Linked DNA regions of Mus musculus: region 2 is linked to region 1. A link is a contact called in public HiChIP or PLAC-seq data. All regions are on one chromosome and are shown on one strand. Each heading gives the region's core, a stretch centred on a gene start, on an enhancer-like site or on the middle of the called end of the contact. The rest is flanking DNA. Distances are from core to core; before and after follow the strand shown. Region 1 overlaps P4ha2 (procollagen-proline, 2-oxoglutarate 4-dioxygenase (proline 4-hydroxylase), alpha II polypeptide). Region 2 overlaps Tnip1 (TNFAIP3 interacting protein 1).

What was found. HiChIP or PLAC-seq counts read pairs in DNA pulled down with a chosen protein or histone mark.
Region 2: an HNF4G HiChIP or PLAC-seq map of pancreatic cancer cells shows a contact between it and region 1. The contact joins two enhancer-like sites. A contact is called at or near these places in 1 of 484 Hi-C or Micro-C datasets (cortical neurons) and 2 of 115 datasets of contacts at active chromatin or transcription factors (extraembryonic endoderm stem cells and pancreatic cancer cells).

The regions. Positions count from the first base shown.
Region 1 is chr11:54,109,914-54,115,073 of GRCm38.p6, forward strand. It overlaps P4ha2 (procollagen-proline, 2-oxoglutarate 4-dioxygenase (proline 4-hydroxylase), alpha II polypeptide), which reads left to right. Exons shown (of 16, transcript NM_001136076.2): 3 at 296-401; 4 at 1,073-1,169; 5 at 1,510-1,661; 6 at 4,224-4,361. The coding sequence starts at 314. Among named protein-coding and RNA genes, the nearest start is that of P4ha2, 12 kb to the left of the region's middle. Within about 2 kb of position 3,193, at least 172 of the 459 cell types and tissues checked have an H3K27ac peak or open chromatin away from gene starts, as enhancers often do. A contact at or near this core is called in pancreatic cancer cells, where this site is marked.
Region 2 is chr11:54,933,692-54,938,851 of GRCm38.p6, forward strand. Tnip1 (TNFAIP3 interacting protein 1) reads right to left here. Exons shown (of 19, transcript NM_001199275.2): 5 at 4,256-4,374; 6 at 2,770-2,850; 7 at 298-489. Among named protein-coding and RNA genes, the nearest start is that of Tnip1, 27 kb to the right of the region's middle. Within about 2 kb of position 2,985, at least 149 of the 459 cell types and tissues checked have an H3K27ac peak or open chromatin away from gene starts, as enhancers often do. A contact at or near this core is called in pancreatic cancer cells, where this site is marked.

The DNA of each region.
Region 1 (5,160 bases), core at 1,943-4,442:
AGAAAAACAGAATAAAACAAAACCGGGGCAGGGGCCATAAGTGAACACATGTCTCTGGTTCCATGTTCTGGCCCATCCCCTGGGTGATCCTGAATGCTTTATTTAGTGACATCTTTGAGTGTGTGTTTATGTATGTGCACGGCGTGTATGGATTTGTCTTCTCGCAGGGTCTTGGTATGCAGTTCAGGCGGCCTTGAACTTTGTCCCTCCTAACCCAGTCTGAGTTTCCAGGCATGCACCCCCCCCACGTCTTTCCACCGTGCCCACCTGATGACTGCTCCTGAATGCCTTGCAGGTACTGCCCTTTCCAGTTATGAAGCTCCAGGTGTTGGTGTTGGTGTTGCTGATGTCCTGGTTCGGTGTCCTGAGCTGGGTGCAGGCAGAATTCTTCACCTCCATTGGTATGTGGCAACAGAACTCTAGTCTACCTAAGCAGCCCTCAGCTAAGTGCAAGGGGCTGTTGCCTGAGGTTCGTTCAGGGTGGGATAGTTTAGTCAGTGATTTTGACCAGTCCAGGGAGAATGGAACTTACAAAGGCTCCCCCTATCCCTGACCCCTGCACCCCCAGGAGATCCTGATGAACATGCATCTTGGGAGGCAGCTTTCTGAATTGGACTCTCCTCTCTGGAAGTGCAGACTGCAAGTAGCTTTCAGGTCTTTTTCAGTCCTTGGCAAGAGGCCAGTCTATGCAATGAACATTCTCAGTTCCAAGGACCAGATTCTCTCCTTTTCAACTGAAGGTTAAGAGCTGATTTCCATGTGATGCGCCCTTAGATATCCATGCCCCTTTGACAGGACCAGCCGGCTGACAAGGGGACAAAGAGATTTAGAACTTCTCCTAAAGTCGTTCCCAGTGCACGTGCGCTTTGCCCAGGCATCTTCTTGACACATTGCTTCTATCTTCCTGAAGTCGGGGGTCACGGCGTGTGAATGAATAGGCCCCTTTAACTACCAGTCCCTGTGATTCCTCGTTTACTGGCATATACTGGGCAGGAGCACTCACTTCTGTACTGGTAATTTCCATAAGCCATTCCTCATCCATTTCTCACTGGCCCATGCTTCTCTCCTGTAGGGCACATGACCGATCTGATTTACGCAGAGAAGGACCTGGTACAGTCTCTGAAGGAGTACATCCTTGTGGAGGAAGCCAAGCTCGCCAAGATTAAGAGGTGTCCAATGTCCTAAGACCCCACACTAAGTCATCCCTGCTGCTCCTCTTCCCCAGCCCATCCAAGGTGTAAGAGGAAGTCATTGAGAGGTGACCTGGGGAGTTGACCTACAGTTAACTTATGCTGAGTATGGGGGGTTAGGAAGCTACGGTCTTTTATGCCTTCTTTTTAATTTACATGAGAGTTCCCAGCTCTTACCTAGATTAAGGGCTAGAAGTATCTAGGAAGTTACTATATTCATGTTTTATCATCTCTTGATGAAAGAGCCCTGGACCTCACGAGGGAAATGAGCACCCTGTGTGGGTGGGTGTGGCAGTCTCTTTTTCCTTTGGTTCCGCAGCTGGGCCAGCAAGATGGAAGCCCTGACCAGCAGATCAGCTGCCGACCCCGAGGGCTACCTGGCTCATCCTGTGAATGCCTACAAGCTGGTGAAGCGGTTGAACACAGACTGGCCTGCACTGGGGGACCTTGTCCTTCAGGATGCTTCGGCAGGTGAGGGACGGTGAACAGCCTGGAGCTGTCCTTGTTTTGTTTTAAAAGTATAGTAACAATCACTTCCTGTCCTTTTGTCATGTTTCCCAGTAGTAACATTTTCTAATTATACTTCAGTAATACATATTTTATAACAGACTTCAGGTACGTAAAATATCACATAAAATCACGATGTTTAATCCAATAACTCCATGATAAGCACCATTAAAACTATAATCTCGGGGAATGGAGAGATTGCACAGTGGTTAAGAGAGCTGGTTGCTCTTGCCGAGGATCCAGATTTGGCTCCCAGAACCTATATGTTGGCTCACAACCATCTGTATTTACAGTTCCCGGTAATATGACCTCTTCCTCTCACCCCTGGTGCAGACACACATGCAGGCAGAACTCTCATTCATACACAAAAAATAAACCTTTAAAATCATTTTTAAAAACTCTAACCTTGGGCTGGTGAGGTGGCCCAGTGGGTGAAGCCCTTATCATCCAAGTGTGAGAACTGAAGTTTGCATACCCACAAGCCATGTAGAGCCAGGCGAGTGCGTCTGGCATCATCCCAGCTCCAGGCAAGTGAGTCTGGCATCATCCCAGCCCTCAGGAGGCAGAGATGAGATTTCCCAGGCAAGCTGGCTAGCTAGACTCGCTGACCCATGAGCTCTGGGATCATGTGGGCGCTCCTGCCTCAGTAAATAAATAGAGGGTGATTGACGAAGACAAGTGACTTCAAATTTGAGCTTCCATATACATTCGCATGCATCCGTATGCACCCATCCACAAGAAAACACACGTACGCATACACGTTTATAAACGTTCATACACACCAAAAGAATCCGCTTATGTGTACAAACATGTTATTAAAAACTGGAGCTATGCATGGCCTAAAGGATTAAAACTCACTTGCTTTAAAGGATGAATGAATTAAAAATAAGCCAAGTGGGCGGAGGCAAGCTGGGTAACAGAGGCTTCATCTGAATATGTCCTACATGTGTCTCTTACGCACAACGCATGTCTGTGTGGAATTGACACAAACGTGCGCTCAGTCCTGCGTTTCCCAGGTTCTGTAGATGCAGCTTAAGTGTGCCTGTGCCGTGACTGTAATGACGGTATGGTCATCTCGTAGTGCACCTGGAGTTGTTTCCAATTTTTCAGCCCTCTTTTACATGCATTTTGGGTCTGCCTCTGATTATTTTTCTAAGCTAAATGACCTAGAAATGGTATTTACAGGGCAGAGCATAGATTTGTTTTTCTGGGGTAGTACCTTCTGCGAGTGAACACGTTCCTGTTACCCAGAGGAGAGGATATCGGTAATGGAAGGGTGGGCTGGAGGTGGGCCACGGGCTTCCCAGCCTCAGGCTGGGCCGGGCCTCTTCACTTCGCTGAGTGCTGATTAACTTCAGACTAGCTGTCTCTCTGGCTGAGACTGGTTACAGCCACGTGACCCGCCTGGGTTGGGGTTGGCTGGGGGCTGGGTAGTCTCTGGGGAGGGATTGGTGAGCTCAGAGCGGCTGGAGCTGTGCCTGTGAGCTCACAGCCTCCAGAAGCCACTGCCTTTCCCAGACCCCACCCCCCTTCACCCTCCCTTCCTGGGCTGGGCCTGCTGCACAGAACAGCTCAGAACAGGCTGTTCTGCCTGCTTTCTGGAGAGGTAGGCAAGGAAGCCCGCACAGATGCAGACAATAGATCTCCACGCTCCGACGTCTGATCTTGTCGTCCCCACTCCCTCCATTGCCATGTGGAAATGCTGTGATTACCTGGAAGGTGATTACACGTCCCGAGAGCAATCGCTTATTTTCATCTCTGATGTTGGCTGCTTGCCCCTGAGATAAGGGGGAACCCTGACAGTACCGTGTGGCTATTTCTAGGGGGTTTTCTTTTTTCCTGTATACTAAAGTCTTCCAAGTTTCTGACCACATATCTGTGAAGGAGACGATGTAGCAGCTCTTTGACACCCTGGCTTGGTGTGATGAGAGGGGATAGCAGGGGATGCTGCTACTCTTGGAAAGGGGCCAGGGATAGAATGTGTTGGAGCGCCCCTCCCAGTCCCCAGTTCTTAGGCAAATTCAAAGGCCTGAATCATTAGTATAGCAAGGCCTGGCTTCTACTTAGAGCCCTAAAATAACAGGAGCTGTGTCTCTGGCTTGGGACCAGGGCTTAGGGCCCTGGAAAAAGCCACCTGGGGCCGCTTCAGGGGTCAAATCTGTCTAGGCTCTGGGCTGTGGCCTTGGGTATTAGGAAGCTCATACCCTGCCTACTGAACTCTTATGTGCTAAGTTGTGTGCAGGGCTTTTTGGTTCCAAATGAACAGCACAGGGAGGGCTAAGAAAGTTCTGTAGAGGAGCCCCCAGATAGGACTTCACAAGGAAGGGGAGTGAGTTATTATTGTTGTTTCGACTATTATTTTGGTGTCGCACCCCGAATGTGTGCCAGACAGGTGTTTCATCACTGAGCCCCCAGCCTGCTGACAGCCTTTGAGGGAAGGCACAGGGAAATCTCATTAGCCAGAAACCTAGGTAGTGACTGTCCGCTGGGTCAAGAGTGACCTGTGTTCTCACTGTCATTTGGAAGGTTTTGTCGCTAACCTCTCAGTTCAGCGGCAATTCTTCCCCACTGATGAGGACGAGTCTGGAGCTGCCAGAGCCCTGATGAGACTTCAGGACACGTACAAACTGGATCCGGACACGATTTCCAGAGGGGAACTTCCAGGTAACACACCTCCATTTGCTTCTGTCTCCCCGCTGTCTGGACAGGTCAGACTGCTTAGATGCGACTCACTGTTGCTGTTGGTGCTGATCTTTTGGGTTTCCATTCGGTGCCAGTCTCCCATGCGTCAACCCCTACCCCAATGTCTTGATTCAGATATTAGCCAGGAACTCCCCCCAGTGTAGTAGAGAATTGAGGTCGTAGCTCAGGAAACTCCCTGCGTGCGCAGCTCACTCCCAGAGGAATGTCCATCTGCTGGTGGACCTGCTTCCATCCCTGAGCCTCTCAGTGCTTTCTGTCCAGGGCTGATGTGTAGGCTCACTGCTCATTCCCCATTGACATCTTAGTCTCCTCCCTTTCATCCAACCCGTACTTCTCTGGGCTCTCTCCTTGAGTTCATATACATCCCCCTTCAGCCCCCCATTTCTTGTTTATGTCCCCCTTTTCCTGATCTCTGTCATCTGACTTTTTATGACCTCAGTTTTTGCCCATCTCTTGTATTTCTACTCTAGATCTAATGTTCTCTTGAGCCCATGACTTCTCTTCTTCCTGCTGAGGCTGCTGGGTAGTGATTAATTTTCCCTGGTTCCCACATACTCTTGTACCCACAGTGCTTTTATCCCTTCTTTCTGTGATCCTGTTCTTCAAACTCACCAGGAGCACTGGGCCAGTAAAGCCAGCTGTCTGGCGCGGATCGCTTCTTTCTCTCTGGTGTTCTAGATTCTGGCTGCTGGTCTCTGACTTTTCTCTTTTGACTCATCTGATAATTCATTCCTCTGCTTTTGATTGTTTGTTCTTTAAA
Region 2 (5,160 bases), core at 1,735-4,234, 820 kb after region 1:
CCAGGCTAGCTGGGGATACAAAGTGAGACTCGGGTCTTTAAAAAAAAAAGAAAACAAACAAGAACAAAGCAGGCCACACTCAGCCCGCCAGGCCTCACTCCCCAGGACACTCACTGTGAATCTGCAAGACCTGCCTCCCATTTCCTCATTTCCTTCTTTTTCTTCCCATAAATTCCTTACTGCAGTCACCACTGTGAACAAAAAGCTCCAAACAGGCCTAAAATCCAGCCTTCCGAAGTCCCCATAGCTAACCCCTACAGTGGGCAGGAGGCGCAGGGAGATTCTTGCTGGCCTCACCTGCAGGATGGAGGTGCGCTGCTCATTTTTATGCACTTTGGAGGCCAACCTGTTGAACTCGAGGGCCATGCGGCCCAGGTGGGTGAAGAGCTGGCTGTGGTCTGGCTCCTCTGCACACACGCTAAGGGTGGTCTCCAGGCGCTGCAGGTGGAGCTTCAGGTTGCTGTCCTCTGGGGGTGGGGGCCCCAGGTCCTGTGGGAGCAAGAGCATGATCTTCACCAAGCCTAAGGCGGCAATGCCGGCCGATTCTTCTATTGCTTCCCCATTCTTCATGACTCAGTTTCCCCTGTGGCCTCTGTTCAGCCCAGGGAAAATTTCCAGTTACACAGGTTCCCTATCTGGAGCTGACTCACAGGGCAGGACCTAGGACTTCCAGGCCACTGGCTGGCCTAACACCACCAAGGCCATCTTCCTCCTACGCTGAGTCTTACTGAGTGCCCGAGAGTAGTCAGTTCGCCCTCCCCCAGGCTGGGCATCCTTCAGCAGTATGTGTATGTATATCACTTCCGTCCTTCATTGCACAGCAAAACTGACAGGAGGGAAGGCAGAGAGGGTGTCTCTAACTGTAATGCACTGCTTCCTGAGCTCAGGGAGGCTCTCCTTAGGGGGCTGTGCCTGGGAGAGGACCAAACACCATGTTTCTAAGAATCACAGCTCTAATACTGCAGAGAACCCCAACCTAGTAAACGAAGAGAGAACAGCCTGGGCAGAGTAGTTCAGTACTGCTCTCTCCATTCCCTCTAGAACACTGCTACTGAAGCCACAGCCCTGGTCATACCCACAGCAGTCCTAAGGATCTCAGTGGGACCTTTCAATCCTGGCTCATAGACAGGCGTTAACTAGGCCTCCCAACCTTCTCCTGCCCAAGGCCCCCTGCAAGACCCCAGGGTTCTGTGGACCTCATTTCTATATATCCTGATCTACCCCAAATGTTCACACTCTTCATCACCTCCGGATCCCCTCCTCTAAAATAGTTCACAGACTCACCCAGCAGTTCCCCCCACCCACCCACCCACTTCCTACCCCCAACCACAACCCCCAAGTTCAGGCAAGGAATCACCCAGCAGATTCCTCCCAAACCCCAATACTTCAGGGAATCAGAGAGCAGAGCCACAGGGAGCTACGGTTCCCTCAGGCTGAGACAATGATGTATCCTGACAGAGAACTTGCTCATAGCAGCCCAGTCAGTACATGGCAGAGTGGCAGAGCCAGGCCTACAACTGGGATTTTCTCACTGTAACCCAGGGCTCTAGGACCTGCTAGTGAGCTCTGGGCAACTGAATGCTCGGCCTGTGTCCTATCAGCATCACATTCTAATTAAAAAAAAAAGCAGAATCAGTCTCCAATTGCACGTCCCTTTCCTACCACAAAGGACTAGGAGTGGCCAGGGCTGATCTCTGGAGGTGTATCAAGTGCTCAGGTTTCTCCAAGTAGCCTACAAGCTTCCAGCAGGAGTTGGTGTACTCCTGAGCTGGCGTAGACAGACTTTAATGGAAAAGGTAAGTTATCAGCCCATGACTGCGCGCTGAAACCTTTCTGAGCGAGGGAACCTCGCCTGCTCTCAGTCATGTCTCAGTCCTCAGGGACAGAACAGGACGAGATGCATATGGTCCCAGGAGACAAAACACAGAGCATCCTGACAGGGCGATCCTCTCAGCACTGAAGGTTAAATGCTGGTGTGAGATGGGGTGGTGTTTGCAGGTGAAGGGGAGGCCAAGTAGAGCTGGCATAGCAACAGTTTAATGGTCTATAGTGGGGCATGCTTCATGGTATGGACTTAGGAGAAGAGGCAAGAGGTTTGCCTCACACGAAAACAAAGCAAAACAGAACAGAATAAAGCAAACATTAAATAGGAGGGAGGGATGAGGAAAAGACAGGACTTTAAGGTCTCTGACAAATCTTGAAGATCTTTCACAGCAGCTCTCCAAGTCTGGCATTTTAAGAAAGAACAGAAGGACTGCACGGCTGGACTAAGGTTAAACACTGCAAGGTAGGAATGTGGATTTGAGCAGCCCCTCCGAAGCTGGAGAAACGCGTGCACCCCACTTGTGAACACAAAGTGTAACCTCCGGGCCATCTGCCCCTGGGAGGAGCCAAGGACAAGCACAAAAGGGTAAATCACTCCCACCCCTCCCATCAGCACCAGGCCGACCCTTTCCACACCTACAGACCCAAGAGGCTGAGTCACTGTAACTGACAGAAAGGTGATTGGTCCAGAGGCCAGTGGGGCTGGCAAGTGGCCCAGGCTTTCACAACAGTGGGGTGCCTGTGTGCCCCAAGCTGGGGAAGTCACCAGCGGGGGATTTGCATATGAGAGTAAGAAGCACCCCATGCTATAGCCCCTCTGTGTCCCCCATGTAACTACAGGGGACCCAAGGGATCTGAGTGTCGTGTCACGAAAGGGCAGGTGACAGACAGAGAGGAAAGAAAAGGATGTGCTGGAGGTGGGGGCGGGGATGCCTGTCTGCTCACCATCATGTTCGTAGGGTGGCTGCCAGTTTCGGGTGAATTCTGCTCCTCAGTAGGGACCACTTCAAAGTCCGAGGAGGCGCCCTAGGTAGAAGGAAGTTAGTAGCTGCCCATGATAAACGGACCCTGCCCCCAAGGAAGACAGAAGGGCAAACAGTGCAGAGTTCCTAGAGGCAATAGTCACACACTATTCATGAGATCACCCAAGAACCACAGGACTGCCATCACCCTCCTTGTGATCTGAGGTCATACCCCTCCATGGCCATTATTTATCAGTGAAACAGGGGTGTGGGTCGAGCCAACCTTGAAACAGTATTATTTATTTGCTCTCTCTCTCTCTCTCTCTCTCTCTCTCTCTGTGTGTGTGTGTGTGTGTGTGTGTGTGTGTGTGTGTGTGTGTGTGTGTGTGTGTGTTGGAACGGATGAGGAAACCAAGTTCACAGAGTCAACACACAAGCCAAGACTCTGCACAAGCTGGCAGATCCTGCCAAAGCAACCAAGCTATCTCCTGGGCTCAGGTGCCTCTTGTCACCCTGGCTGGCAGCAGCTACTACAGCCACCACCAAGGGAGGCCCTGCACCAGCCTCACCAACTCAACCCAAAGGTCATCCCAGGAGAGGACTGACCTGAGAACACTAAGGCCGCTCTGCAATGTGTCATCAACCAAGGCGCAGACTTCACTGGCTGTTCAATCAGCTGAGGAGCCCAGAGTTCATCTGAACCTGGCTCTAAGAGACCCTTAAATGTGGCGTGACTGGGGCTGGGGAGATGGCTCAGTGGGTGGAACATTCGCTACACCAGCAGGAAGACCTAACTTGGGATTTCCCAGCACCCATATAAACAGCACAGCTGGGCATCCCTAACTCACAGCTCAGCACGGGAGTGGACAGAGACAAGAGGATCCCTGGGGTACTGGCTTATCTGGAGATGGCAAGCTCTGGGTTCAGTGAAGAGATGTAAGGGATAAAGCAAGGAGCAGGAGACCTGATGCCCTCCTCTGTCCTCACCAGAACACACTCCACGCATATACCTCTTCCTTCATACCCCACCAAAAAACCCCCAAACCAAAAACACCCTCCTGACCTGCTTTCCCTGTCCTGGATGGGGTAGGACAGATGGGAGAAACCAGCCCAGCTGGCCACCAGTCAGAGCCACCATGACCCCATCTGTGGTCTCAGCTTGGAAAAGACCCACCTTCTGACCATCTGAAGGATCTGGCCCTATGATGCCAGGCTACACTTCTCCATTGAGCCTGCAGCACATGGTTTCTGAGCATCTTGGAAGTATGTGTCTGTGCCCAGTTAGTGAGCATGGTCACGTTAGATAGCTCAGGAAATGAGAGAAAACTCCTTGTTTGATCAGGACCTTCCTGGTCATGAGAACCATGACTTTCACCTCAAAATGGCAAGCTGTCCCATCCCAGCGCTCCAGACTGATGTGTGGCGGGAAGAGCTTTAGGTAACCAGTCACAGCTCCAAATGCAACTTACATTGGACGGAGATTTGGAGGCTGGCTCGGGCTTCTCCATGGAGTTTCCCGTGGTGGCGGTGGCGGTGGTGGTGGCGGCAGTGCTGGTAGCAGGATGTACCTGGACCTTTGTATCCTGTCCTGGAAAATCAAGACTGTGGCTAAAGAAACCTAGAAGGGAAGACGCCTGAACCCAGCCCCCAGGAAGATGGAAGCCCTCTGACTGAGTTCCCTCTTGATTTAGAGAAAAGGGAGGCTGTCCCTTTAAGACAAGAAGTCACGTGAAATGCCTGGCCTGGGTAATGGAGTCCAGAGCCTGGGCAGAGACCCCTTTGCAGACCTAGTTACTAGGAAAACTCCAAGGTGGTCATGGTTCTCTGCCTCAGGGATCTAGAAAGAATTTTCAGTTAACCAAGTGCTTTCTTTCGGGTTTTGAGAGAGGCTCATGTAACATATGTTGACCTCAAACTTGGCTTCACGCAGCTCAGAGGCTGGCCCCAAACTCAGTATGCAGCTAAGGATGACATTGGACTCCTTATCTTCTTGCTACCAACTCCCAACTCCAGGGTTACAGGCATGTGCCACCGTGCAGTTTACTCCGAGCAGCTGAATACATGCACACTAGTGAGCATTCTACCCACTGAGCCTTAACTCCCTACGGTGTTCTCATGGCAGCCTCGTAGCATTCCTGTTTTAAAGAAAGGAAACCAGGGTCTGGCAAGGTCATCAACTTGACTAGTCACTCTGCTAGCAACTGTAAAACCTGGACTCAATGCTGGGCGTGCAGCACTCGGGAGGCAGAGGCAGGCGGATTTCTGAGTTCGAGGCCAGCCTGGTCTACAGAGTGAGTTCCAGGACAGCTAGGGCTACACAGAGAAATCCTGTCTTGAGAAAAAAAAAAAACAACAAAAAACAAACAAAACAAAA